Linked DNA regions of Gossypium hirsutum: all the other regions are linked to region 1. A link is a contact called in public Hi-C data. All regions are on one chromosome and are shown on one strand. Each heading gives the region's core, a stretch centred on a gene start, on an enhancer-like site or on the middle of the called end of the contact. The rest is flanking DNA. Distances are from core to core; before and after follow the strand shown. Region 1 holds the start of LOC107920365 (5'-deoxynucleotidase HDDC2). Region 2 holds the start of LOC107920217 (single-stranded DNA-binding protein WHY1, chloroplastic). Region 3 holds the start of LOC107919959 (probable serine/threonine-protein kinase PIX7).

What was found. A called contact is a pair of places that touch in the nucleus more often than the background predicts.
Region 2: a contact with region 1 is called in a Hi-C map of leaf, with 2.2 times the contacts expected there. The contact joins the promoter of LOC107920217 here to the promoter of LOC107920365 in region 1. A contact is called at or near these places in 3 of 34 Hi-C or Micro-C datasets (hypocotyl and leaf).
Region 3: a contact with region 1 is called in a Hi-C map of hypocotyl, with 4 times the contacts expected there. The contact joins the promoter of LOC107919959 here to the promoter of LOC107920365 in region 1. A contact is called at or near these places in 7 of 34 Hi-C or Micro-C datasets (hypocotyl, leaf, petal and 1 more).

Annotation. Positions count from the first base shown.
Region 1 is chrD13:11,314,687-11,318,906 of Gossypium_hirsutum_v2.1, reverse strand. LOC107920365 (5'-deoxynucleotidase HDDC2) reads right to left here and starts at 1,857. Exons shown (of 8, transcript XM_016850046.2): 1 at 1,335-1,857; 2 at 925-1,049; 3 at 566-603; 4 at 43-153. The coding sequence starts at 1,592.
Region 2 is chrD13:10,647,399-10,651,618 of Gossypium_hirsutum_v2.1, reverse strand. It overlaps LOC107920217 (single-stranded DNA-binding protein WHY1, chloroplastic), which reads left to right and starts at 2,203. Exons shown (of 7, transcript XM_016849793.2): 1 at 2,203-2,709; 2 at 2,788-2,885; 3 at 2,997-3,089; 4 at 3,402-3,496. The coding sequence starts at 2,466. It overlaps LOC107918477 (zinc finger CCHC domain-containing protein 9), which reads right to left and starts at 1,670. Exons shown (of 8, transcript XM_016848049.2): 1 at 1,346-1,670; 2 at 1,190-1,251; 3 at 722-875; 4 at 504-592; 5 at 140-272. The coding sequence starts at 1,513.
Region 3 is chrD13:10,773,430-10,777,649 of Gossypium_hirsutum_v2.1, reverse strand. It overlaps LOC107919959 (probable serine/threonine-protein kinase PIX7), which reads left to right and starts at 2,122. Exons shown (of 6, transcript XM_016849411.2): 1 at 2,122-2,712; 2 at 3,830-4,164. The coding sequence starts at 2,499.

The DNA.
Region 1 (4,220 bases), core at 608-3,107:
AGCAACCCAAGATTTCCAAATATAAAATTGGCTAGGAAGCACCTCTCATTCCTCCACCCAGAATTTTGCACATTTCAGTTAGCGCTGCTTGCTCGCGTCTGCTTTTTTCTTCTTTAGGAACACCACATGATGGTGTTATATCTCCAACAATAGCTGTGAAAATTGAAAATCTCAACCTAAAACTCAAACCATAAGTGCATCTTGTGTGTTTCTGTGCAAGCCAGATGTACATTGAAATATAGCATCAGATATGCGGTAGCTCAATATGCAACCTCCCCCACCCCACCCCACCCCCCTCCCAAAAAAAAATCAACCCATCACATAAAAATGCATGCAAGAAAAATCAAGAAGATGGTTCTAAAAGTTCAACATTGTCAATTATCTTAGATTACCACAGTAGAACATCTATTGTACCTAATTTATAGGTTTACCTTTTCCTTCTTTTGAGGAAAACAACTTCTGTACCATTACTGATTTTAACAACAAAAGTACTCGTATAGCATGGCTATTGCAAATTTGACGTACACTAATGATAATGATAGAAGATGCAGACATAGGAGAGTACCTTCTGCAATATCATGGACAATTGCAATCTTAATACACCTGCAAAAGTTGAATGGATAAAAGACATAAAGCTTCCCTAAATAACATCCAACAAAAGCATAAAGCAAAAAAAAAAAAAAAATTGAAAAGAAAGAAAAGGCAAGAATAAAAAATCACATAAACTCATCTCCAACTTCTATTATAAGCTAAATCCGCTCAAAGAAAATAATACAAAAGAAATAGCTCATCCTCCTAACATTTCCATCAATTACCATGAAAGAAAAAAGAAAATACATAAATCAGATTGACAAACTTGGAAGTTGATAACTTAATGAAGAACATGGGCCCTGAAATATATCATATGTTATGATGAGAGTGAACCTTTCTCTATTCACACCAGGAAGGTCACCAGCGATCAAAGCCATCAACGCCATGCGGTACATATGGTCAGCAATTGATTCAGGACCCTTTATCCCGTGATTGATCCAACCCTTCCTTTTTGTGGTCTATAGGATTAACAAAGTCATCAGTAACTATAGTCTTTTCTTCCCTGAATGATTCAAATGGAAGACAGAGGGATACAAAGGTGGGGCTCAAGCAAAGATAACACAGCTCTACAAATATTTACCACGTAAAACCCAAGCTTAAATTTCTATTTGTAACTCTTCGACCATGTTTGTTTACTCTTACTTGGTATCTAAACAGATAATTGAGCTATTAAACTATACTCAATCGAAACAGAGCGTGAAGGAAACAGAACGAACGGCAAAAGTTTATGTTTTCATTTATACCTTAAGACTGTGACACAATGTGAGAAAATCAATGGCGGAGGCCGACGTCGAATCGGCGGATCTCCCGGAGTAAGGTTTCTTGGAATTGGCAGAGACGATGATCCTCAGGGTGGGAGCCGGGGAGAAGTAAACGGGTCGAGAGGAGGAGGAGAAGAAAGGGCAGCGCATGAAAGCGAGCGGCGGCTGTGGCGGCGGAAAGCGGCGAAGGCCGAAACGATGTAAGGGAGGTGCGCAGTGGGGAGAAGCAGAGAAAGCCATAATGGAAGGCGGAGGAAGGGGAGGGCGTACGCCGGAGATTTTAAAGGTTTGGTTTAATGGCTTTGCATGATGGAGGGGGTCCGAGAAACGAGGTCCGATTTGGTTGGGCTACCGATTAACTTTTGGTCTTAAATGCGAAATATCAGGCTTTCTTCCTTTCTGAGTCTTCTACGTTAAACGGATCCCATTATACGACCCTTTTAAAAGGAACAAATAAAGGCCGTAGAAACCAACTCCTTTATTATGTTTTTCACTTCTTCTTCTTCTTCTTCTTCTTTTTGTTTTTTAAATTGAATTTATTTAAAACAGCTAGGGCTTTGGTGTAACTCAAAATGTTTATGGGGCAATTCATGGTTATTTAAGTTTTTTTATTTGAAATATAGGTTTCAAATTTTAGCTAAATTCATTTATATTTGTCTATAATCCCTTGGTTTAGGGGTAAAAATATTACATTGTAAGCGTAAGAATTTGAATTCAATCTCAAGCAACTTTATTCCTTTATCAGTTAACTTGCTTCTCTAAATATCTAGAATATGATTTATAAATATTAAAATTTACAAATAATCCATAGTAATTGTTTAAAAAGCTTTTAGAATTTATGTTTTATATATCATAATATTAACTGTTGTGACTTTGACTGTTGCACGTTCGACAAGAAATGGAACGATAGCTTTGGTGCAATCAAAGTCATTGGCAAAGGTATGGTTCTACTTTGTTCGATATAGCTTCATGCCTATCTCACATAGTTCTACCATCTCGATGGAACGAATGCTTTTGTTGTATGCAATTATGACAGAAAAGTCTATCAATGTTGAAAAAATTATTCACAATGAGATCCATGATTGTGCTAGAAAAAAGGTAGGAAGTGCCTACTTTCCATCATTGATTACTTCATTTTACTTAAGGGCCTAAGTTAAATTAAAAGCAAACTTGAAGGGTCAGTATGTTCAAGGTTGCATCACAAGGCATGATCTTGAAAGGTTGTGGAGAATATCCATGAGTTGAACCCAATTGAGTCGAGTGAACCAACCAAACCAAAAACTGATGAGTCGTTAAATAAATCTGAATCGGAAGCTAACTCAGTTGATAAGACAGAAGAAGCAAAATCTGAGGAAGAACTGAGCAATCCTGAATCGATAAAAGCACTAAACAACTCTGAACCAAGTGTGGAGCTGAATTCTGATGAGCCAGTTAAACCAAGTATTGATCTTGAATTGACTATTCCTATGCCCACTTCTTCAAATACTATGAAGAAATCAGAATTTTCAATTATGATGAGTAGTCTTTATGACTCACATTTCTTTTCTTATAACCTAACCTGGTGTTTAGTTTTCATTCATTACTTTGTTTTTACAATGATGACATTGTTTCTGTTTAAAGAGGGGGTAAGGCAATATTTGCAGGAATTTTTAAAATTTTCAAGTATTTTTTAATCTTTTCACATGAGTCTGCTGAAATAAATGAATGTTCAGAGGAAATTTCTGTTCATAAGTTAGTTCAAATGCAAGCATAATTTTTTATTTTATATAAGTTATTTTTATGTTATCTTGAGTTATGAAATTCTTGTATGTTCTCTAGTCTTATGTAGTACTTGCCATGAAATTTTAATTTCCTTGGAAATAAACATGCATGAAGACTTAGTCTTTAACATTGACTCAGTAACTTTCTCAAGGCGAAATCCTAGGAGGCATAAGAATCTAAATATGATTATCAAGTTTATTGTGTTAATGAGATCCAAGAGGAACTAATCCTTTTATGGGGGATTAGCGAGTTGAGGTGTGATTTATTAACTTTTATGTAGGGTTGTCTTAGCGAATTAGTTATTTAGGAGAGGAAGAACTTAAACCATAGGCTTGATGACCCTAGGAAGTCATTTAAGTGGGAATTAACCCAAAATTTGTATGGCCTATCCGTGAACACCTTATCTCCGAACCGGTCTAGACTATGAGGTTGAGAGACAAGTCAAGTAATTCTTGTTGACTCGTTAATTTAGTGGAAGATCGAGAGAGGTCTTGCTAGGGTAGCGACTAGTTGATTGAGTAAAAACCCGAAATAGGATTTAGTTATGATCACCAAAACGAACTAATCACTCAAACTTAGATTTGATAAAGTTAGAATTTATACACCGAAAGTTCACTTTACTTTTGTTATTTTTATCTTCTTTATTATAAAACCTAAAAATCTTCTATTTATATATATTCGTAATATGATTTATTTAACGTACTAATTAGATTTTGCGTTTAGGTTAAGGTTAATTTAGTACTCGCCTCTTTTGGGTACGATCCTCGGAGTACTTACCTACTTCGTTGTAATTATCCTGACCCGTATACTAGCGGACATCGCCTCAATTCCATATATTTTAGTTGCAGTATTCACACTCTGGACGTTGCTACATCTAGAGAAGGTCATTGAGAAAATGATCGTTAATAGATAAACATCCGATGAAGCACGGGTGTTTAATACATCTCCATCCATAGTGTTCCAGCAAAAATGAAGAAACAAAAATAGTACAACAAAAAGAAAAGAATAAAAATGAAAATAATGAAAACCTAAGCTAAGAAATATAAAAACTAAAGAACAAATGTTTAGCCAACAAAATCTATATTCAAAAGCTTATAAAGTAGTATT
Region 2 (4,220 bases), core at 954-3,453, 670 kb after region 1:
CCCCACTAATGCCTTCATACGTAAGGCAACAGATAATGGCAGCTTGAAGAGGAAATCCCTTTAAAACAAATGAATGACTAAAACGAAGGCCTAAAATCATTACAATAAGATGAAGTCAAGATTCAAGCATCCAACTAACTTTTAGTGATCGGCTGATCTTCAATCCAACTTCAGGAGATGGTGATTGGTAAACGCGCTTTGATTTTTTCTTCACATCCAGTTGCAAATCTAGATTGTCTACCTCATCATCCTCTTTTACTCGGAGTGGAGAACTGGACAAGATTAAAGGAACATTTTTAGATAAGCACTCCCATGATCTTTAATACAAAAAGGCTCATACAGTTTCATCTATACTGCAATTAACTTAACAACTTGACATTATATAAGATTCACCCTAAAAGGAAACCAAAGAGAATACACATGAGAAAAGGCAGAAATGTGGATCAAGTAGAGAAAAATGACTTAAATGTTGAATAAAAGAGAAAGTAGAATAAGGAGATTACATTGAACGAGCTTTCTCCCATGGCTGCTCATCTATTGACTCTTCCCATATCACACGATCTCCCAAGCACTGACGGCAAGTCATTATACCCTGCCATTATGAGTAAGTGAATGGCTAGGATGGGTGCCATCAAGTACTTAATAATAATAATATTAATAATAATAATGATAATGATAACATGTCATGTTCCTATGTCCATTGAAGAATGCAAACATGTACCTTTCCATTACATTGGGAACAATCTGATCTTGATCTTTCGATACCGCACTCGGAACATGGAGTATAACCTCTCCCCCTGCAACTTGGACAAGGAAGCTCTCTGATGTATTGTCCATTGGGACCGAACCAGGATCTTGGTTTTGGAAGGGCACTGCTGAAGTGAAATCAATTCAGTAGTAAGTTACTGAAGATGTCAGTTCAATCTAACATTCACAGGTCAGCTGAAATGTGAAAGCAGCAAAATGTTAAAGTTTTTTTTTAACAAGATATAATGGGAATTCAGGAGGGAGCTGCCATTTGAGCAATAGTTCCAAAAAAACATACTCAACCTACTCACCATTGTAAAGCAGAATAATAAGCATGTAAAAGCTACAATTGACAACATACTAAATCAAGATTCTCAAAGCAAATCAAAAGAAGCAATGCATGTAGACTGAAAGCATTAGAGCAGGCAGGAGTGCTAAAAACCTTGGTTTTGGAACAGGCGAGAGTCCAAATAGCTCCTCTGAAGGATCATAACCCAACTGTGTCTGCCACCCACAGAGGAAAAATATAACATTAAAAAAAAAAGAAGGGAAAAGCACCAAAAAGAGCAACCCCGTAGAAAAAAGAAGAAGAGAGTACTTGGATTTGTTTAGGCAGAGGAACTGAATCATTATTGTAGGAAGATGAAGATGAAGATGAAGATGAAAAGACACAAGGTTTGAGGCTAATCTTTGGGTTGGAGTTGAGAATAACCAAGAAACTCCATTGAGGAAGGAGAGGTCGAAAGAAGGGAGAAAGTGAAGACATTTACATATGTAAAAGTTGATTCGAGAGAGCGTATGAATACCAAAGAGAAGATGAAATAAAGCTATCAAGTTAAAATGGGCTTCCCAACTTAGAAGTGATGTTGAAGAAGACCATGTGGTTGGCTAAATGAGACGATGTGTGGCATAGGATAAGCCTCTAGCTCCCGACCCCACAACACTTTATATATGTATGTTTTAAAACAATATAAAAAAATTATAATTTGATAATTAAATTATTTAAAAATATTTAAATCACTAAATTATTTAATAATTTTAATTTAGGCTATTGAATTGTTAAATTTTAAAAAAAATTATATCAGTAAATTTTAAGTGATGATTCAACTATCAATACTGTTGATCAGTACTCATAAACAAGTAAAAAAATATATCTCAGAAGTTAATTTAATGGTAGGGTCGAAAATAAAAAAAAGTTCTTTAAATTTTGATTTGTTAATTCATAATGTTCAAAACTATTTCATGAAATAGAAAAAGTCATATAAGATCAATTTTAACACCCTAATGACTTAAATAAATTTTTTAATAATTCAGTGATTAAATTATAACTATTTTTAATTAAGTGACCAAAACAAAAATTTAAACATAATTTAGTGATTAATAGTATATTTACCTTAAAAAAAACCAAACAGAATTTTTTTTCTAAAGCAAGAACTTGTAAGACCCTCCCATCCTAGGACATCTCAATTAAGTTATTTTCAAGTAAGTTTTAGAATTTCCCATATATTTATCTTTTAAGATTTAAACCTAAATTCTCACAAAACTTAAATTTAAAACCTCAAAACAAATCAAATTTTTTAGCATTTGAAAAGGATTCTTTTGATAAAATACTCAAAAGAAAACTTCAACTCTTATCTTCAACCTTAAAAAGAAAATATTAAATCAAATATAGGTGGGAAGAGAGAGAACCAAGGAAAGAAAATACCCAACCGAAAAGAATGCTGCAACTTCAACTCTTATCTTCTCCTCCACTCACTCCCCAAACCTTAAACCTCAACTCCATCTCCAACCCCAAGCTTTTCCCATCTTTCTCTTCACTCAACTCCTCCCAAACCCGTTCCTTTAAATTTAATCCCCTCTCTAAACCCTCCAAGTTTTCTCTCAAATGCCGCCAATCTGAATACTTCGATCAGAAACAAAGGTTTGATGACTCTTCTTCTTCTACTTCGCCATCATCCTTAGGTAAAGCTAAAGCCTTGTGTTTGTACCCTTTTTTATCAGTGTTTTCTTTTCAAGTGTTGAAAGTGTTTTATTTGACAGCAGGGTTGCCGGCTAGGTTTTATGTAGGTCATTCCATTTACAAAGGGAAGGCTGCTCTGACTGTGGAGCCAAGGGCACCTGAGTTTGTGCCTTTAGATGTACGTTTCATTCATAGTTTCCTCTTCTTCTTTTTTTAGTTCATTTTGCAAATTTTGATGGTCTTTCTTTGTTTTGTATGCTCATTTTCTTTGGATGTGTTTTATCTACAGTCTGGGGCATTTAAAATATCCAGGGAAGGTTTTGTGCTGCTACAGTTTGCACCTGCAGCTGGTGTTAGACAATATGATTGGAGTAGGAAGCAGGTTATCTTATGCTAAATAAGCTTTGATTTAATGCTGTTTTAAAAAAGAAACTAACTAAGCATTTAACATTTTAGATAATGGTGTTTCTAATATTTGGAGAAATGCATGGTTCAAATTTTAAGATAGAACAAAGGAATCTTTGTTCCGAAATCTTGTTAAAAAGACTTCACAGATTTGCATGTATGTGGACATTCATAATTTTGGTCTCCACATTCTGTGTTTACTGTAGATCAAATGTAAAATCTTTGTTGTGAAGGATGAATACGTTCTAGAGACATGATATACATCCATTACTGGCTTGCTTCTCTCCAGGTGTTCTCATTGTCAGTTACTGAAATTGGAACTCTGATTAGCCTTGGCTTGAGGGAATCGTGTGAATTTTTCCATGATCCTTTTAAAGGAAAAAGGTACTATCCTTCCCTTTCTTCCACTCACCCTCAAACACCCCTCTGTGTATTGAATACTAGAGTTGCTAATTGAACTCTTCCTCTTGCATTATGTTTGTGCTGGCAACTGCTTAAATATTTTATATCCCTGCAATGAGGCCTTGGCTTAATGGCAAGATTGACGCTTTAGAAACTTTGAGATTATAGGTTCGAGTCCCAACTTGTGTAAATGTGTGGGTTCTCTTCCTGATTTATTTTGGTTAATTGGTTACCTAGTTAGTCAGTTCAGTGCTTATAATGTTTGATTATGATTGGATCTGTTGATATAGTTGTAATTTCATGTATATATATATAGGGGTGAGCAAAATTCGATTCGAAAAAATCGAAAAAGAATTCAAATTTCGAGTTATTCGAATTATTCGAGTCAACTCGAATAAGAAATTTCGGATTTCGAGTTCGAGTCGAGTTGAATTTTTACAATTTGAATAACTCGAATAATTCAAATAATAGATTAGTATAAATATCCTTTTGGTCCCTATCAATTTTGAAAATGAGCAAATTGGTCTCTCTTAACAAAAATTATAAAATAATTTTCAAAAATTGAAAATAATTTTTAAAATTCAAAATATTTATAAAAATTCTAAAACTTGTATTTTTAAAAATATTATAATTTTTTAAAAAAAATCTAAAAAATATATAAAAAAGTTGAAATTTAAAAATTTTATAAAATAATAATTTTGAAATC
Region 3 (4,220 bases), core at 873-3,372, 540 kb after region 1:
GGAAAATAATGATTTGAATGTTTCAAAATCTAATTTTAAACCGAAAAAATCAAAATTTAGGGACAAAAAGGGATCTTTTTCGATGAAAAGTGCGGCAAACTGCCTTTGGCTGTTTGTTAGCGCGTAGATCTCGAAAAGTGATTCGAAATAGAAAAAAAATCGTCTCAATCGGACAACCGAGCCAAAAGTTATGGCCTTTCAAAGTTTTTCAAGCTAAAAATGAGAAACTGTTCATCCACGTCAGCAAATCGCGTCCTAGAGGGCGCGATTTTTGTCCACGTAAGCAAATCGAGCTGACGTGGACGCGATTTCCTGGCGCGTACCCTAACATCGCGCTGACGTGGACGCGATTTCGCAAAAAATGGACCATTCCGATAAATAATTAAATAATTGGCCCATTTCAGTAATTAAAAAAAAAGGCTTTTTTTGGTCATTTGTCCAATAAAATATACAATATGATTTGCATTTCTTTAAGTTTTACATCATATTTTAGATTTAAAGGTGAACAACCATTTCCTCATCCCTAGATTAAAACAATAAGGGTAAATTAAACATATAATCACTTAACTATCAAAACTTTTCATTTTATACACTTAAAATAAAAAGTTTGTAATTTAAGTACTCACGTTAAATAGTTTGGTCATTTTGATTACTCCCGTTAAAATCACAAATGGTAAGGTGACGTGACAATTAAAAATAGTATAATAATAAATTTAGTCCTCAACTTTTACATATTATATCAATTTAGTTATAATTTCAAACTTTAACCCTCAAATTTTACAAATATTCTCATTTTGATCCCAATTTTAAAGTCTCCCAACCACGTCCCTCTCCCCCTCCCCCACCGGACCTCCCCTACCACCATTTGTTTGTAAAGACCGATAAGCCATCGGATAGGAATCCAAACTTAAATTCATCTGACATTGCTGCTCCTGAAATCAAGCTTTGATGGCTAAAATTCAGGGACTGACCCATTTGTATGTTTCTTATTTCTTGTTGCAAGTTCAGTAGTGCTGAGCCACGTTGTAATTTCGGTTGTTCATTGTTTTGCGGTTAAGATTGAGAGGTGTAGCATGCAAATCCATGAAATGCCAGTAACACAAAAGTCTCAAATGATCAATAATAGAAGAGGAACACTGCGGTTCAACAACAGTAATCATTTGCAAAGAAGCATGAAAAGCATAGGTTTTTACGCGTTCTTATTTACTGCATACCAGTAACCAAGTAAAGGCCTGCAGAGCAGTAATCAAGGGTGAAGAAGCAACCAAGCAAAGTGAATTTGTGTTTTTGCAACAATGAATGGCCTTTCAACTTTTAACCTTGCATCTTGAAGCTGGAAGCAGGTCAACGAGTGTGCGGCTATACGATCAATGACTAAAGTTCTTTTTGATTTGGGTAAAAGAAAGAGGTGAAAGGCTTAAATAGCAATATCTTTAACACACACACGGTGAGATTCCCGAGTTTTAACAGAGATGATATAGTGGGATTCTGTATTTTCTCATTCCATCATATGTTTGAACATTTAATCTACACCGTTAAGGGAATCCTAGTGGGATTTTTTCTAAAGGGAAAACAAGCATGAAATCATAAGGAACCCAACATATTACAAACAAAAACAATGTGCTGCGGAGTTGGGAGTTAATGGTGATGTTTTAAGCTCATCTTTCCTTTCTCTTTCCACCACTGCCGTCCTCCCTTCGGGTTTGAGAGTTTCCATCACAGTAGAGAGGGACTGTGGTGGGGGTGGGGGGAGGAGGGACGGGACGGAACAATGGTGGAGGAGGTCTGATTGGGGAAGGGAAGGGGGAGAGGGACGGAGGTGAGAAATTTAAAATTAGGATTAAATTGAGAATATTTATAAATTTTGAGTATTAATTTTTTAAAATTATAAGTAAGTCGATATAATACATAAAATTTGAATGTAAAATTTATTATTATATTATTGTTTATGTGTTATATCAGTTTTTCATTTGTGATTTTAGCAGAAATAATCAAAATAACCGATGTATATAATGTAAGCATTTAAATTATAAATTTTTATTTTGAGTGCGTAAAATGAAAAATTTTGATAGTTGAGTGACTATATATATAATTTACCCAAAACTTAAAAGCTTTTAAGTCTATTCAGCATTTTGAGAGAGAGAGAGTACATTTTCTTGCTTTCAAGTGAGATTTATTAATTCCATCTCCTAAAATAAAGAACCCAAAATGGAAAAACAAAGTAACAAACTTGTTTCTCTTTACCATTTCCAGATTCCATAAAACATTCCTACTCTTTTTTTTTGGCTCTATTTTCCCTGCTTAATTTTAATCTGCGTCTTTCCACAATTGGGTTTCTCTTGTTTTAGCTTTTCCAGCCTTTTACTTTTTTTTTTTGAAGTGAGGGTTTTGGGTATTTAACATTTTTTAAAATTTGGGTTCCTTCAGTTTTGGTGGGTTTTTGTTTTGCTTTTTCCCTAATGATGGTATGAGAAATTTTTAGGGTTAGAAGAGAGAAGATGGGATTAGGTTTTCAGGAAGGAAAGGTGAAGTCTTGGGATACGTGCAAATCAAAGGAAAGGAAGAAGAAGAAAAACAGTGGAAAAGAAGATCTTGATGATGAAGCTGCTGTGGAAGAAACAGGGTGTTGGGTTAAGTTGAGATTCATTGGAAGCTGCATTTCTTCAAGATCCAAAGTTGATAGTTCTGTTAGTGGGACCAGCACCAATTATGGTATATTTTTTTTCATTTTGTTCTTGCTAGATGTTATTCCTTTTTTTTTTCTTGTACTCTGCTCCTAGATTGTAGAACTTGCCCCCCTTTTTTGTTTACCTTTTGTTACTTTGAATGTTGCTCTCTCTATTTTATTTTATTTTTTGGCTTCTTTTGCTGGATGAAATGATATGTTCATTGTATGATCAGTTATTGATGCGAATGCTGTGATGCTAGTTTAAGAAGCTATTTTAGCTTGGTGCAGCCTGTAAGATGCTGCATCCAGCTTATGGACTACCAATTTCTCGCAATGGAATTTTTCTCTAGTTATGATTGGGATTAATTAGTAGATTTTAACTAGTTAACCATCTTTAGAAAATCATAATACATGTTGGAAACCTATTTAATCAAATAAGTTTAACTCCAACCTTGAGCTACTTAACTATTATGAAATGTGGAAATCACTCTCCTATATTGTTCTTAAACCCTTGTTCTCATGAGTGATCTTCAAATTTGGACATAGCGATATAGTGTGGAGACCAAAGAATTTGACCATACCTTGTGTGAGCATTTACTCGCTCTACTAGTTGTTAGTTCCATTTTCTCTTGTACTCTTATTTTTCTCTCGTCATAACATTTTTAACCTGTTTTGCATTCATGGTTTCCGTATTGATATGTGGAATGACTCGGTTTGGAAACTGAAAACTTTCATTCTTAGTGCAACAAATCAGTTGCTGAGTGGAGAATTTTAAATATATGTTTGTCCACTGACTAATTAGGTGGTTTGCTGAACTCTCATGCATGATATAGCAGCAAATGAAAAGTGTGTATGTGAAGAAAAACCTATTGTGGTTGCCGCTTAATTTTAAATGATTTTTTGAAGAGGTTATAGATGAAGTAATGGCACCAATGATGCTGTTGATGAGAAAAGATATAATGTCCAATGCATGGAGAAACTCAAAGATGCTTTACAATCATTTATACTCAAAAAGGGATTATATTATCAGCATTTAGACCGTCTGTGGCAACTCGAGTTCCCACAGTGCAACCCCAGATTTCCCCTACATTATGTTTTTCCTCGTGGAGTTCTATATAGTTTTTATCTTCTAACGTGTTAAATTTGTGCATTGATGAACAGATAGCAAATCTGCCTATGATACAAGTAAAGATCAACCGGCAGCTCCAGTTGTCTCATCCACAACCACTAGCAATGCTGAAAGTAGTTCATCTACGTCCAAACTTGAAGATGAGCTTAAAGTTGCATCTCGGTTACGGAAGTTCACATTTAATGATCTAAAGTTGGCAACAAGAAACTTCAGACCTGAGAGTCTTCTTGGTGAAGGTGGTTTTGGATGTGTTTTCAAGGGATGGATTGAAGAAAATGGAACTGCTCCAGTAAAACCAGGAACTGGGCTTACTGTTGCTGTTAAAACACTCAACCATGATGGCCTCCAGGGACATAAAGAATGGCTGGTTTGCACGTTTCCTCAGCGTTTCTCCTTGTTATATCGTATCAGTGCCTGACTTTT